2 separate regions of the Oryctolagus cuniculus genome follow, and region 2 is linked to region 1. A link is a contact called in public Hi-C data. All regions are on one chromosome and are shown on one strand. The core of a region is the stretch at or near the end of the contact, and the rest is flanking DNA. Distances in the headings are between cores, read along the strand shown. Region 1 overlaps AOX2 (aldehyde oxidase 2). Region 2 overlaps AOX3 (aldehyde oxidase 3).

What was found. Hi-C and Micro-C count contacts between places; a contact is called where the count stands out from the background.
Region 2: a contact with region 1 is called in a Hi-C map of embryonic fibroblasts, with 3 times the contacts expected there. The contact joins two enhancer-like sites. A contact is called at or near these places in 3 of 6 Hi-C or Micro-C datasets (embryonic fibroblasts, liver and skin fibroblasts).

Annotation. Positions count from the first base shown.
Region 1 is chr3:39,244,390-39,251,830 of mOryCun1.1, forward strand. It overlaps AOX2 (aldehyde oxidase 2), which reads right to left. Exons shown (of 35, transcript NM_001297488.1): 11 at 2,904-3,055. Among named protein-coding and RNA genes, the nearest start is that of AOX2, 20 kb to the right of the region's middle. Within about 2 kb of position 4,657, at least 2 of the 8 cell types and tissues checked have an H3K27ac peak or open chromatin away from gene starts, as enhancers often do.
Region 2 is chr3:39,418,034-39,425,474 of mOryCun1.1, forward strand. It overlaps AOX3 (aldehyde oxidase 3), which reads right to left. Exons shown (of 35, transcript NM_001308460.1): 19 at 6,400-6,522; 20 at 3,639-3,735; 21 at 1,638-1,762. Among named protein-coding and RNA genes, the nearest start is that of AOX3, 48 kb to the right of the region's middle. Within about 2 kb of position 4,653, at least 1 of the 8 cell types and tissues checked has an H3K27ac peak or open chromatin away from gene starts, as enhancers often do.

The DNA of each region.
Region 1 (7,441 bases), core at 3,407-5,906:
GAGGAGGCATTGCCGGCGGCTGAGACTCCCCAGCATTTGGTACGTCTGCCTGCTATCTAACCTCCTGATACATTTGATGCTGTGGAAAAAGTTTCTGGAAAAATGGAATGAAAAGATAAGGAGGGGGTGGTGTTTGGAGCTGCAATATATAGAGATATGTAAGATATGATCCAGTGGAATTTCTTTAGGAGTGCCAAGTTAGTTTTACATTAGAAAATCAATAGAAGTCACTGAACAGAACAAAGAGGGAGAAAATTATTTTCTCCATAAATACAAAAAAAAGCACTTGATGAAATTCAATACAAATTCATTATAAAAACACTCAGCAAGGGGCTGGCGTCATGGCACACTGGGTTAATCCTCCACTTGCTGCGCTGGCATCCCATATGGGCACCGGTTCTAGTCCCAGTTGTTCCTCTTCCGGTCTGGCTCTGCTGTGGCCTGGGATAGCAGTAGATGGCCCAAGTACTTGGGTCCCTGCACCCTCATGGGAGACTGGGAGGAAGCACCTGGCTCCTGGCTTCAGATTGACACAGCTCCGGCCATTTCGGCCATTTGGGCATTTGGGGAGTGAACCAATGGAGGGAGGACCTTTCTCTGTCTCTCTCTCTCCTCTCTGTCTGTAACTCTGCCTCGCAAACACACACTCACACACACACACACACACACACCACTCAGCGAGGGGTGGGCATTTAACCAGGTAGTTAAAGTCCCTCGTTGGAGCTTCTGGGTTCAATTACTGACTCTGGCTCCTGACTCTAGCTTCCTGCTAATGTAGATCCTGGGAGGCAGTGGTGGTGGCTCAAGTGCAGTTGGTTCCCTGCCACCCAGTGGGAGACCTGGACGGAGTTCTTGACTCCTGGATTCAGCCTGGCTCAGCCCCAGCTCTTGGGGTATTTGGGAAATGAACCAGCAGATGGAAGACCTCTCCCTTTCTCTCTCTTTCAGATAAATAAGTTTAAAAAAAGAGATGTTTATTTGGTATAAAAATTTTTAAATTTATGCATATGAAGTATCTTTAAAAAGTTCATGGGTGGAGGATGGCCCAAGTGCTTGGGCCCTGCACCCCATGGGAGACCAGGATAAGTACCTGGCTCCTGCCTTCGGATCAGCGCGGTGAGCTGGCCGCAGCGCGCTGGCCACGGCGGCCATTGGAGGGTGAACCAACAGCAAAGGAAGACCTTTCTCTCTGTCTCTCTCTCTCACTGTCCACTCTACCTGTTAAAAAAAAAAAGTTCATGGGAAATGTGTATTATGAAAAAACTATGCGTGGATTTCATTTTTCCCCCTCACCAAAATGGGCTTATCTTTTTTTTTTTTTTTTTTAAGATTTTTATTTGTTTATTTGAAAGTCAGAGTTACACAGAGAGAGGAAAGGCAGAGAGAGAGGTCTTCCATCCTCTGGTTCACTCCCCAGATGGCTGCAATGGCTGGAGCTACGCCAATCTGAAGCCAGGAGCCAGGAGCTTCCTCCGGGTCGCCCACTTGGGTGCAGGGGCCCAAGCACTGGCCATCTTCTACTGCTTGCCCAGGCCATAGTAGAGAGCTGGATGGGAAGAGGAGCTGCTGGGACTAGAACCAGCACCCATATGGGATGCTGGCGCTTCAGGCCAGGGCATTAACCCACTGCGCCACAGCGCCAGCCCCTGGCCTTATCTTTTATTTCCATTTCTCCTCCAGATTTTTATAGGTGCGGACACTCAGGTGGAGAGAAATGATGATACTTGACTGTGGTCTCCCAGCTAAGCGGTAACAGGCCTGGGTACGAGCCCAAGCAGCGAGGCTCCGCAGCCAGTTCTGCTCTCCCCGCTACCCAGCTCGGACGTGGCCACAGTGCAGATGGCCCCAGAGATGGCCATGCTGCCGTGGGCCCACAGAATCTCAGCCTCATCTCCCGCGGGCTCTGCAAGGGCCAGGGTTCAGGGGCATCCACACCATTGGTGGAAGATTGCCCCTCGACTTCCTGGCCTACTTCTCCTGGATCCGATTGAGCCTGTAGCATCCCAGAACTGGGAAGGAGACAGCCAGCCCCTCATCTCAGTACCCTGCTACCCACGAGTGACGGAATGTCCAGTGACTGCCCATGTGCTGCTGTGGTCTGGGCTGGAACACAGCCAGGAACAGGGAATCCTTCTTCTATCAGCAGCTCAGTTTTGAAGTTCCCTTGTTTTCCCTGAGCTGAAATTGCTTCCCCTCGCAGGCTCACCCATGGGTCACCCTGGGACTATCCTGTGTGATCCCGTGTGGTGGCACCTGTCCCTCCTGAGTGTATAGATATTCGGTGGCAGCTCTTGTGTTCCCTTTGGCTGTCGTCATGCAGCCGTTCCTCTTTCAGATGTGGTCTCCAACCCTCACCCTCCAGCCACCACCTCCTGGCCAGGCTCCGGCGTGTCCAGGCCTAGCCCCAGACGGGGCACAGAACACGTTGGACTTGACAGCTTTTTCAAAGGAGACCTGTCCTCCCAGATTCCTCGTGTCCCAGGAATTTCTAAAATACCATTTGGGGTACACAGGAGAGGGAACATACATGTTTTGGAAACCAAGCAATGTCTCTTTTTCTTTTCTCCTTATCCTTTCCTCCAGTGGTTTGAACCATCCAGAGAAGAGCAGGCTACCTTCCCCGTTGTAGATTCTATACTTTTGCCAGTGCAGTCTGAGAATCAAGCTGGACACACTTTTCCCCCAAGATCCGCACAACCATGACGTTCTTCTCTATGAAACTGCTCTAAGGAACTCGATTTTGGGTTCTCTTTTAAATACTTTATGAAGGTGTTCACTAGTTTCAAGTATTTATTTACTGTGCCTTTTGCATCAATTGTCCAGATTCTACCCATGGCTAGTTCACCATTTCAGCGAGATCAGGAGGCACTGGGTGTGTGCGGTGGTTGAAAGCAGGGGCCTACCGCCAGATTCCGGATCTGCTGGCCCGCCAGAGACTGCAGGTGCCTTACGAGGGCTCGGTAGGTCTGGGTTTTCTCCTCCGGGAGCTCAGATATCCTCTCAACCAAGATGTCCTTCACCTGCGCCAGGCTGCAGCCAGCCCCAATCGTTAGACCTGGCAAGAAAGTAGTCTTTGAGTGGTGGTGGTGGTGCTGGGGGTGGGGGTGGAGAAACAGTTGAACCATAACCATGGCACCGGGGCCTTGGTGTTCAGCCTGTGTAGGACTTTGTCTTGCTGGCTGCAGAGAGAATCACAGGGAGCTCAAAACTCCCAGATCAACCAGACCAGCATCCCCGGGCAGAGGACTTTTTAAAAGGCTCCCTAGGTGGTGTGTTTTCCTGTGTGTATCGCAGGATTTGGGAATTTCTGAGCTAGTCCACATTCTTCTTTGGACAAATGGAGGCTAGCAAGAATGAATGACAGTAACAACGCTCTGGTGGTAGAACCTACCAGAACTTTCTAAGATCCCTTCTTGTCTGATGGTGGTGAAGCTGTGAGAAGTTGCTTTGTGGTTAAAGGGGATAAATCTGATAGCATTGAGATAATGACAAAGATCTGGGTGGACATTTGGCGCAGTGTTTAAGATGCCCACATTCCATATCAGAGTGTCTGGGCTTGAGTCCTGGCTTCTTAGCTACTGATCCAGCTTCTGGATGATGCACACCCTGGGAGGTAGCAGGTGATGGCTCAAGTCCTTGGATCCCTGCCACCCATATGGGAAACCTGGATTGAGTTCCTGGCTCCTGGCATTGCCCTGACCCAGCTCAGGCTACTGTGGACATTTGGGGAGTGAATCAGTGGATGGAAAATCTTTGTTCCTTCCTGCTTTTCAAATAAAAACAAACAAATAAATCATTTAATACTGAATAAAGGCAAAGTTCATTCAGATCTTCAGGCCACTGTCTAGACAAAATGCTTTGACGGCAGGTTTTGTACTTGGTACTCAAAAGTCTTCAATAATTAGTCCTGCGAGGAACAACAGCTGGTCAGAAAAGACAGAGCCCAATACAAGGAGTTGTGTCAGGCATTATGTTGGGCATTATTGAGTTTACAGAGTTTGGGGTTTCCAGGGAGGGACCCGGGAGGCAGTGAGACAGCATCCAGGGGGTAGAGCAAGACTATTTGCTAACTGGCCAGGAAATAATTCAAACCATTGGCAACAGCTGCATCCATACTTTGGAGGATTGGCAGGATAATAACAGGAACTTCAGTGTAGGATGAAAGAGTTCTAATCAGTCTTCAAATTGCAGTACTCACTGATGACTCAGGCACCTTTAAAAATCAGCACCCAGAGTTCCTTGGGGTTTGCAGAACAATACTCTAACCTGTAGGGTTTGAGTTGACATCACTTGCAGGGCAGGGGTCTAAGTGTAGTTGGTCTGTTTTTAGCACGGTTCCAGTTGGGCTTTGCCTTTTCTCTTGTTGATTAATCTTTGAGAATATTTCACCCTCCACATGGCTGTGTTTTATCAATATTAAAAAGGGACTTGGCACAATACCTTCCCTACCCTTGCCAACATACACAACACCCCTACGGCTTCCCTCATTGCATCTAACTTAATTGATTAGGAAAACCACTGGCTGCTCCTATTATCTGCATGTTAAGCAAGCCTTGTCTAACAGGAACTGAGCTGTCCCCCCTCCCTAGATGTCTTAGCCTGGAGTGCTCACCCTGTCCCTGACTCAACATCTATAAAAAGCGCACTGTAACGTGGGCTCTGCTTCCGCCCTGGGCCTGCCAGCCGAGGTCTGTTGCTTCCCCCTCCCATGTTCTACTGGAGCCTGGTCTTTAACTTCTGCAAAAATTCTGGTTTTGTCTTTGTAGAAGTGCTAGGAAAGCTAAGCTTGTCTTTCACTTAATTAGATTCAGAGCCTTATTCAGAAACAGACTTAGTTTTATTATTAAGGTCAGAAGCATCACACAGACCAGCACAACTGGCTCTGATTTGGCATAAATAGGAAAGAGCAAGTAAGTCCCAGTCGAGAGTGAAATGCCAACTGTCTACTCTATTGTCTGGGTTCTCCTAAGCTTTCAAATTGGGCTGAGGCCACATGGATCCATTGTGAGGCTATCACTTGGCAATTTCCATTGCTCATAATATCATTTCACTTTCGGATTCTGTCCCGGTTGCCCCTCTTCCAGGCCAGCTCTCTGCTGTGGCCAGGCAGTGCAGTGGAGGATGGCCCAAGTCCTTGGGCCCTGCACCCCATGGGAGACCAGGATAAGTACCTGACTCCTGCCATCGGATCAGCGCGGTGTGCCAGCCGTGGCAGCCATTGGAAGGTGAACCAACGGCAAAAGGAAGACCTTTCTCTCTGTCTCTCTCTCTCACTGTCCACTCTGCCTGTCAAAAAAAAAAAAAAAAATCATATCACTTTGTGGTGGGTTATACTGGATTATTATTTATTGGAGAGGTAGAGAAAGACAGAGAGAGCTCCTCAGTGCCTGTGATGTTTAGGACTTGGCTGGGGCCAAAGCCGGGAGCCAGGAATTCAATCCAGGTCTCCCACAAGAGTTGCCGGAACCTAATGACCTATGCCACAACTGCTGCCTTCCAGGGTCTGCATTAGCAGGTGCTGGGTCAGGAGCTGAGGCTGGGAATTGAACCCAGGCATTGTCATTTGGGATGAGGGCATCTCACCTGCTAGATCAAGTATACTCTATTCATATTTTATTCCATCCTTCAGCACAAAACTTAGTTTACATTTCAGTGGCATTAGAAATGGCTTCAAGTATGAGTTTCAGAAAGGGGATTTCATTTTTACCCCATGCTTTTTGGAGTTCCTGGGCCTATGGACTGTTATACAGTGACTTTCTGGAGTGCTTACTGAAGATTTTGAGGAAAAAAAAAAAAAAAACAAGTATACTGAGCCAAATGTGTAGGTGATATGGACGAACATGGAAAATTTAGATATGCATTTGATTAAAGATTAAAGCTCTTCCAGGAGTTTATTTCCTGGGGCAGCTGCTGGGGGTGCAGGGTGGCCAGGATGGCTCTACCACATTCCTCCCGGCCTGCCCCTCTCCGCAGTGTCCTTCACTCTCCTGGGCCTTGGGAAAACTGTGAGAGGCAAAGCGACTTCTCCAGGAGCCACTAGAGGGCACTCATGCTTTAATTTTAAGAGGCCTGGAGGATGGTGCATTGTTTGCTTACTCAGATTTCTGGATCTGGCTTCGTTTCAGCTGCAGAAGCTAACCCAGCAGTGGGTGCAGACAGCCAGTGGGACTGGCCTCTGGGCTGGGCAGGGTGGAAAAGGGAGCAGGCAGTGGCTGCCAGCTTTGGACTTGGGGGCGGGGCGTGCTGCAGCTGACCACCGGCCAGACTGGGGAGCTGGGGTGAATCTGCTTCCATTTTTTGCATCTCAGTTTCTTCATCTATAAGGAAGGCCTGGGTTACTTCAGGAGTTTGAATTTTACTCTGCAGGGCCCTCCTGAGGACAGGGGAGGCAGGGGGAAAAGCCTTCCCCTACCTACAGATGGAGCAACCATTTTCATTTACTTAGTATACTTAAGACTTGCTTGAGAAAGGGGTTGTGGCGCTAAAGAGAGCCTTGAAAGAGGAGGACTGCATGATTCCTGGGGGGAAGAGTGGGGTCATGGCCTCCTGCCTTAACCGTCTGCCCACACTGCTTGTCTGTGTTCCCATTCCACATCTCCCACCGTGCCCTCTTCCACTCCTCTGCCTTCTGCGAACACCATGCTTCCAGCTAAATCTAAGTGCACACCTCCATTTTTCCAAATGGCATTCGGTACGCTCCCTGAATGGTCTCAAAATTGAAGCTGTGCAACCATGACACTGCACAGAACCCAAGAAGGGCTTCTGTTGCTAGCAAACAGGTGGGACCAGGCCAGGGAAGCGCAGGCTTGCGGACACACAGCTCAAGCTAAGCTTGACAGGATGGCTGGAGGCTAGCTAGGAAGGCAGGATTCTAGGATGACCGTGGCCAGGGCAGGTCCCCTTCCTCCCCATCTACTGACCCCCGCCCAACACATGGACCCTATACATTGATCTTGACTAAATCTCTCAGTCCAGTCAACCCCCTGTTGCTTGAGTTAAGAAAGTGATCATTATCATTACATCCATTACATTCAAGGTCTTGACCCACTCATTCATTTTTTTCCATTTTGATTTTTTAATCAGCCACTGACTGAGCCCTTCTGAGCATGCAAATACTAGTAGCTCTAGCTGATGGAGAGGGAATGCATCTTGAATGTGAAGTTCGGTGTGTTTTCTTCCTACTTTGTGAGTTGTGCCTTGCCTAATGTGGTATCTTGCACAGGGGGCTTCTGGGGTGTGGTCAGTGACTAGGAGTCTTTGTCCCACTTTGGCTCCTGGCATTGTCCCTGGCATGTGAGTGCCAGATAGTATTTCTCCTACTTTCCCCCTGCAAACATCTCCTCTTCCTTGGAATTGCCTGTCCAATGGATGGACAGTGCCTGACCTCCCTCATCTTGCCATAAGAGTGACACTGCAAATTTATCGTCACTGGGTCATGTGG
Region 2 (7,441 bases), core at 3,403-5,902, 170 kb after region 1:
AAAACAACAACAACAACAATAAGAGGAATGTCATTTGGCTTTCTGTCTACTTACAGGTATATATATAGATAAGGTCATCCTTGAAGGTCAAAACAAAATAAAAAAACTAATTTAAAAAAGATGATTATTAGAGCTTTGGCTTATTGATTTTGAAGTGTCCATGGCCAAATGAAATATCTCATATGCAAGAGTTGGATCTTCAGAGGAAAGACCAGGGCTATCGATTTTAGTGGCTAATTCTCAGCACGTACAGGGCAGGGAAAGATGAGGCAACGGTAGGAGGCAGATCTCTGGGTCTCCCTTGGAGGAGAGCTGCCAAGAGAATACCCAGGTGGGACTTGGCCCAACCAAGAAATCAGGTTTGGCTGTGCTAACCTGTTTAGACTTGGGGGAAGTTTTTCCAGCTGATAGTGTTGCTTATACAGGACATTTTAATCTTGGGAGAAAGACACATATTTTTATTCGACTTTCAATGTGGTGTAGGTTCACCAAAGAACAATAAGTCCAGGCAGAGATGGAGGAGCCCACGGGGGAATTACAGAAGGAGCAAAAAGGACAAGCAGAAATATGAGTGTAGCATCAGACAAACCAAGGGAGTGTGAATTTCAAGGACCACATGGTCTGCAGGGTGGAAGGCAGCAGGAGCTTCCAGAAAAGACAGAAAAAAATCTCTTGGATTTGAGATCTAGTAGGCTTCTTGATTGAAGAACTGAATTAAAGCATAAATGGGAAGTAAGGAAGTAGAGTGTAGGCAATGGTTATAATGGGGCTGTGCTGTGGTGTGGCGGGTTAAGCCACGGCCTACAGTGCAGGCATCCCATGTGGGTGCTGGTTTGAGTTCTGGCTGTTTCACTCCCAATCCAGCTCCCTACTAGTAGCCTGGGAAAGCAGAAGAGGATGGCTCAAGTCCTTGGGCCTCTACACCCGTGTGGGAGACCCAGAGAAAGCTGCTGGCTCCTGGCTTCAGATCAGCACAGCTCCAGCCATTGTGGCCATTTGGGGAGTGAACCAGTGGATGGAAGACCTCTCTCTCTCTCTCTCTCTCTCTCTCTCTCTCTCTTTCTCTCTCTCTGCCTTTCAGATAAAATAAATAAATCTTTAAAAAAAAAGTGGGGGGAAAAACCAGTCTCAGAAGGGAAGGAGACAGAAGCAACAGGTGCAAGAGAAACACAGTGAAGGAAGGGTCTTGAAGAAGGCTGAGTTCACAGCCGGCTCAGAGTGGGGCAGTGACGAGACAACGTCAAGGGCGTAGGACTGAGCAGGAACAATGAGGGGTGGCAAGGTGGGCCTCGGGGGCAGGTGCAGGTGTAAGTGTTGATCAGCACGGGAGGGAGAGACTGAATGAGGCAGGAGTAGGGAGGGAAGATGGTGATGGGGCCATTCACACCGACGGGCTCGGTTTTTGAACAAATGAAGTAGGAGGCAATCATCATGAGAGGTAGGGAGTGGATTCTTGTAGAAGACTGGAGGAAACATGAAAATCAGGGCTGAGCCTTTCCTCTATGCTGATGTTCAACCATTGGCTAAAGATGACCTCACTGTCTGGGTTCCACCACTAAACGTCAGGAAAATGACAGCACTCCATTTGCAAGCACCATGACTGTGACACAGAAAGTCCTGATGGGAAGAGGGCCCACCTGTGTAAAGGCTGCATCCTGGCTTGACACATAGATGTCTATCTCTGCATCCTCCGCCTTTGGCACCACGCGCACACTTTGCGTCTCCAGGTAGAAATGCTCCTGTCCTCCAAAGTGTACTTCCCCTTTAAACACAGCAGCAGGTGAGGCTCTTGTTTTCAGAGACACTCCATTGGAATATTTGAAAAAGCATGCAGCACATTTTACTACATTGTCATATTATTTTCTTCCAGCTCATGGGAATAACATCGAGTTCCTGCCTTGATTTCAAAGGATCATTTTTATAGGCTGCCAAATTCCCACGGACAGCTGTTATTATATACAAGATAACTGACAACGAAATGCAATTTAAAAAGCTCCCAGGCTTTAGGCTCTCTTTCCCTACCTGTCCACTTCGGTGTGTTCTCAAGAGCTGGAAACCATTATTGACTTGAGCAACAACAGCCATCAAGTGAGAGTAAAGACTGAGCTCGTCTTCCCGGAGGGCGAATCCATTTCTGTAATGACACTGCCTGGGGCAGGGCTGATTTTATGCAACACACAGAAACTTGCATTGCAACAGTGACACCCAATCAGCCATTTGTTTTTTTAATCTATTTGCTAAAAAGATTAACCACAAATCTCCCACTCAGCACCCATTGAGCTGAGATTTCATTGAAATCCACAGGGACCTCAATGGTGCAGACTAATGGGTGTATGTGAGAGCAAGGGTGTGGGAAAGGAGGGGAGAATGAAAATATATACTTTCTCCCCAAAATTTCAGTCATGTAGGAAGTAAAAATTTCAGAAACCCATGACTAATAAAAATAAAGTTTGCTTGCACACAGGAAGCAGATGGTGGTGTTGAGAGGTGTGGCAAAGCACTTAATGATCAACCTATGAATATAATTGCAAATTGACTTGGTTTCCAGAAATGTCTTTGGGTAGCCCTTGAATTTATGTTCAGGATGTAAACCTTGAGATCATTAGGTTTGTCCAGTTATAGTTCTCTAGAAGATAGAAGTCTGGGAATTTAATACTAACTCCAAGTGAACATGTTGCTGAAGATTTTGTCATGGCCCCTTTCAAATACCTAAAATAGATACTTTTAAGAAGACTGCAGAAAAATGAAATTAAAAGATGTTTACTTTGGTGCAAATTTTTTTAAAAAATACAGTTTTCTCATAGTATGCATTTTATGAGCTTTTTGAAGACTTCTTGTATTTATGGATTTCAAAATGTTTCTGCACCAACTTAAGATTATCTTTTAATTCCATTTCCCATGAACTTGTTGAAGCCGCCGTGTTTGTTAAATGGATTTTTTTAGATGTCATTCTCGCCTTCGGTGACTTTGTTGACTGATAGTTTCTCTCATGGGACCCCACATCTTCAACCGCAGAATTCCTTATTTATTTATTTATTTATTTGACAGATAGAGCTATAGACAGTAAGAGAGAGAGACAGAGAGAAAGGTCTTCCTTCCGTTGGTTCACCCCCCAAATGGCACCTCTGGCCAGCGTTGCACCGATCTGAAGCCAGGAGCCAGGTGCTTCTCCCTGGTCTCCCATGAGGGTGCAGGGGCCCAAGTACTTGGGCCATCCTCCACTGCCCTCCCGCGCAGAATTCCTTTCTAACTGCCTTTGGACAGTGCCCTGTGTATGTCTGTGGGCCCCTTGGACCTCACGTCAAACATCTCTTCCTATGTAAGGGCTGTTTATGTTTTCTTCGTGGGTTCTGTGTGCTTGCATTCTTTGCCACTTTTCTATTTTCTATCCAAACTGCACTGCCAGGTGCACTAAAGAGCTGCTCTACGGAATCAGTATAATTTGGGGAAAATCAAGGCCCTTCACAAACTTTCCCCTCCTCTCTGAATTTGATGTTCTGGACTGTTCATCTCTTTACTAATTTCCATGAGAATTAAGATGCATCAGCTTCACCCAAGTTCTACAGAGGTGTCGTCTTGATCCAAGCAGCATTCATGTATTAAAAAGCCCCATGATAAAAAGGGATTCATGAATTTACCTTCAATGATTTGATCAACAGCTTGAAATGCCTTCTCAACATCTCCTTGTTCTAGTTTCTTTTCAGGACCAATGAATGATTTGTGTTTTATTGCATCCTGTGGGAAGTAACAAATACAAAATATTACCCATGTTGCCCAATTCAATATTTTAAAATTTTTTTTAAATTTATTTATCTACTTGAAAGTCAGAGTTACACAGAGAGAGGAGAGGCAGAGAGAGAGAGAGAGATTGGTTTTCCATCTGCTGGTTCACTCCCCAGATGGCCGCAATGGCCGGAAGCAGTGCCCATATGGGATGCTGGCACTGCAGATGGCAGCTTTACCCGCTACGCCACAGCACCAGCCCCTGCCCAGTTCAATATTTTTGACATTGATCACCTCCATAACCCTCACACTGAAAACCGTATTTGGTATTTACTATCAATCCCAGAATCCCCTAGGGCAGCACAGATTTCAAACATGATGTCTGGTGCCCAGTGAGCACAGCTTCTCTTTTCAGACAGTATCTCTGGGGCTGGCAAAGGTCAGGAAATGCGTTCAACAGACAATGGAGCTTCATCATAGGACTATTTAGCTAAACTGTGAACCTCAACATTTACCGAAGTTGCAACTCCTCTCTCTCCCACCCAGGATGGAGTCCCTGGCCCCTGGCTTTAGCCTGGCCCAGCCCTGGCTCTTGCAGCCATTTGGGGAATGAAACAACAGATGGAAGATCTCTTTTTTCTCTGTCTCTCCTCTGTCACTCCGTCTTTCAATTAAATACATAAATCAATCTTTTTAAAAAAATGAAACAGAAGCAGAATGTATTTGGTGAGTTTTGCCCTGTCCATGCCTGTCCCTGTGTCTGGTTTCCACCCACTCCCTCCAAAGGTACACTCCACTGCTACTCTTCATGTGCTGTTATAGAGGTTCTCTGCAGATACAAGCAAGTGGGAATCTGTAGTACTACACGCCCCACTTTGCATATTTCTCTGCATTTTGCCTTTCACTTGACAGTGTAACTTGGAGAATTTTCTATTTCTGTGCAGAGAGAACATCCTCATTCTTTAAAAAATTTATACAGCTGCGTAGGATTCCACTGCATACATCGAAGGACCCTTGAGTTGTTTCCAGTATTTTATGACTATAAATTACACTGCAAAGAAGAACTTGTAAAACACATTATCTGGCAGGTGGGTCTGCTAAGCTGCATGCTAAATTCCCAGAGTGGGATTGCTCGTTAAAGGGTATACACGTTTGGAATTTCAATGGTTATTTCTAAATTTCCCTTCATATATGCTGTTCCCAGTTTATGCTTCTACTGGCAAGATAAGAGAGCACCGGTTTTCCCACAGTTTGCCAAGTGTATGAATTGTCAAACTTTTCTATTTTTGCCAATCTGATAAGTTAACTGTGGCATTTCATTGTAGCTTGTAATTTAAATTTCTCTTGTTATTCATAAATCAAACCTCTTTTCCTATATAAGGGCTGTTTGTATTTTCTTTCTGTGCTCTGTCTCCTTGTATTCTTTGCTCACTTTTCTATTGGATTTTTCTTCCTAATTTCTAGGAAATCTTTATATACTTAGGAACTTGGCTTATTGATCACAGTATGGTTTGCAAATATTTTCCCAATTAATGCTTCTTTTGACTATTATAATTTTCTTTGTTATATGTAGCCAAATTAATATTTTCTCTTATAAACTTTAGAGTTTGGTTCACTGTTAAAATTATTATTAAGGAGTTTTCCCATGCTTTATTCTTGTACTTTTTGGATTTCACTTTTGACCTTTCAATCTTTAGTCCTTTTTGTCTTGGTTTGTCTTGGTATAGCAGTGTAGTATATTTTTTTAAAACTTTTATTTAGTAAATATAAATTTCCAAAGTACAGTTTATGAATTACAATGGCTTTCCCCCCGCCCAGTGGTGTAGTATATTAAGGTTTATTTTGGTCATTCTTTGTTTTCATAAAGAACCTGTTCCCAAGTGAGAGGTGATTCCACTGTATTCATTTGTGGACAGATCTTCAGTTTCTGTTCTTAGGTAAAGGAGCAGAGGGTATCCAGTGGGCTGCCCCGCCTGCCCAATACAGTGCACATAAAATCTTTCCCTGTGGCTTCTCTGGGTAATTGTGCTATTGCCCTCTTTAGCATCATATCCAGGATGCACAAAAGGAATCACTGCACTTTTACCTTGAAACCCAAAAAGTGCAGAAAAGCTCAGAAAAAAAGGCCACTGGCCACACTCAAATGAGAGTGAACTGGTTGCACACAAGGAAAGAGAAAATTAAGGGCAACAAAGGACCAGGGTAGCTGGAACATTGTACAGGAGGTAAGGAAAATGAATTTTAAATGTAAAATGTTAAAATCCACCTGAGAGGCAATACCAACCTTGGAATTTGGAACTTTCCCAATCGTATTTCCAGTGTTCTTAGGGGCAATGGGAACAACTAGAGATCTGTTGTGGGCTAAGAGGACACATTTCCAGCAAGTAGGGCAATGTGAATTTCTTAGGAGAAAATAGTAGGGGTCTTCAAGAAGTTTGTGGAAAGTGTGTATTATGAAAAACCTGCATGGGGTTCACAAATGTTTTCCAGCACAATGAAATCACCTTTAACTACACCTTTCCATGGCCTTTGGGAAGCACCCTCATAGACTTTCCGGTCTCTGATACCAGCATAGCAGCTGGAAAATGTCACAAGATGAAAGGGCTTCACAACATGCTTTGGAACTTTCTGGCAAGACTGACAAATGACCAAAAGACCAGCAGATGCTGACATTACCTGAATGCTCACAATCACAGGTTCCACATCTTTGTACACAATCTTCACCTTTCTCGTGGCTTGCTTGGCATGGGCGTACGAGTCAGCAGCCACAGCACAGACAATTTGACCCACACAAATCACCTGTAGCAAAAACGGACCAAGTAACATGCCAGGAAGGAATAAAAATGAGAACAAGCAATCCCTTGTCAACATGAACTGTTGCAGACATGTCCTGGGATAATGTGGCAGAATTCACCTGTACCGTAGAGCACAGGGCTGAGATGGAATATTACCTCTACCACAACTAGCTGTAAGGTCTTAGGTAGTTCACTAAAACCATCTAAGCCTCCATGTTATCATCTTTAATTAAAAATTTTTAACAAAAACTTAAGAAACACAAAATTGCACACATCGGTCTAGTTCTATATGGTGTTTCCTTACATGTATACATTGTGCGATGTCCAGAGTAACTATATTTATCCTGTGACGCATTTAACATTTAAAGGTTAAGCATTTGTTAAGGAGAAGATACATATATTTCCTTAGAATGAAAACATCCCCAAATCACATTTTTTGATTTGTTTATAGAGAAATATACAATAAATTACAATGGCTATCTTCACTCTACTGTGCAATAGAACCCCAGAACTTCTTACTCCTATCTGGCTATCACCTAGTGTCCATCAATCAACCTTGCACAATCCCTCTGCCTCCCCACTTCCCTCCCCAGCCTCTGGTCACTATATTATATCTTCAGCATTTATGAGATTGAGTTTTTTTTTTTAAACTCCACATATGAGTGAGGTATGTGATATTTATCTTTCTGTGTTTGGCTTATTTTCCTTAACCTCCAGTTCTAGCCACGTTGCTGCAAATGACAAGACTGCATCCCTTTTAATGGCTGAGTAATATCCATTCATCGTTTGATGGACACTGAGGCTGCTTTCCTCTCCTGGCTATTGTGAACAGTGCTGCAATAAACAAGGGAATGCAGATGTCTCTTTGAAAGGTGGATTTTATGTCCCTTTGATATATACCCAGAAGTGAGATCGCTGAAGCA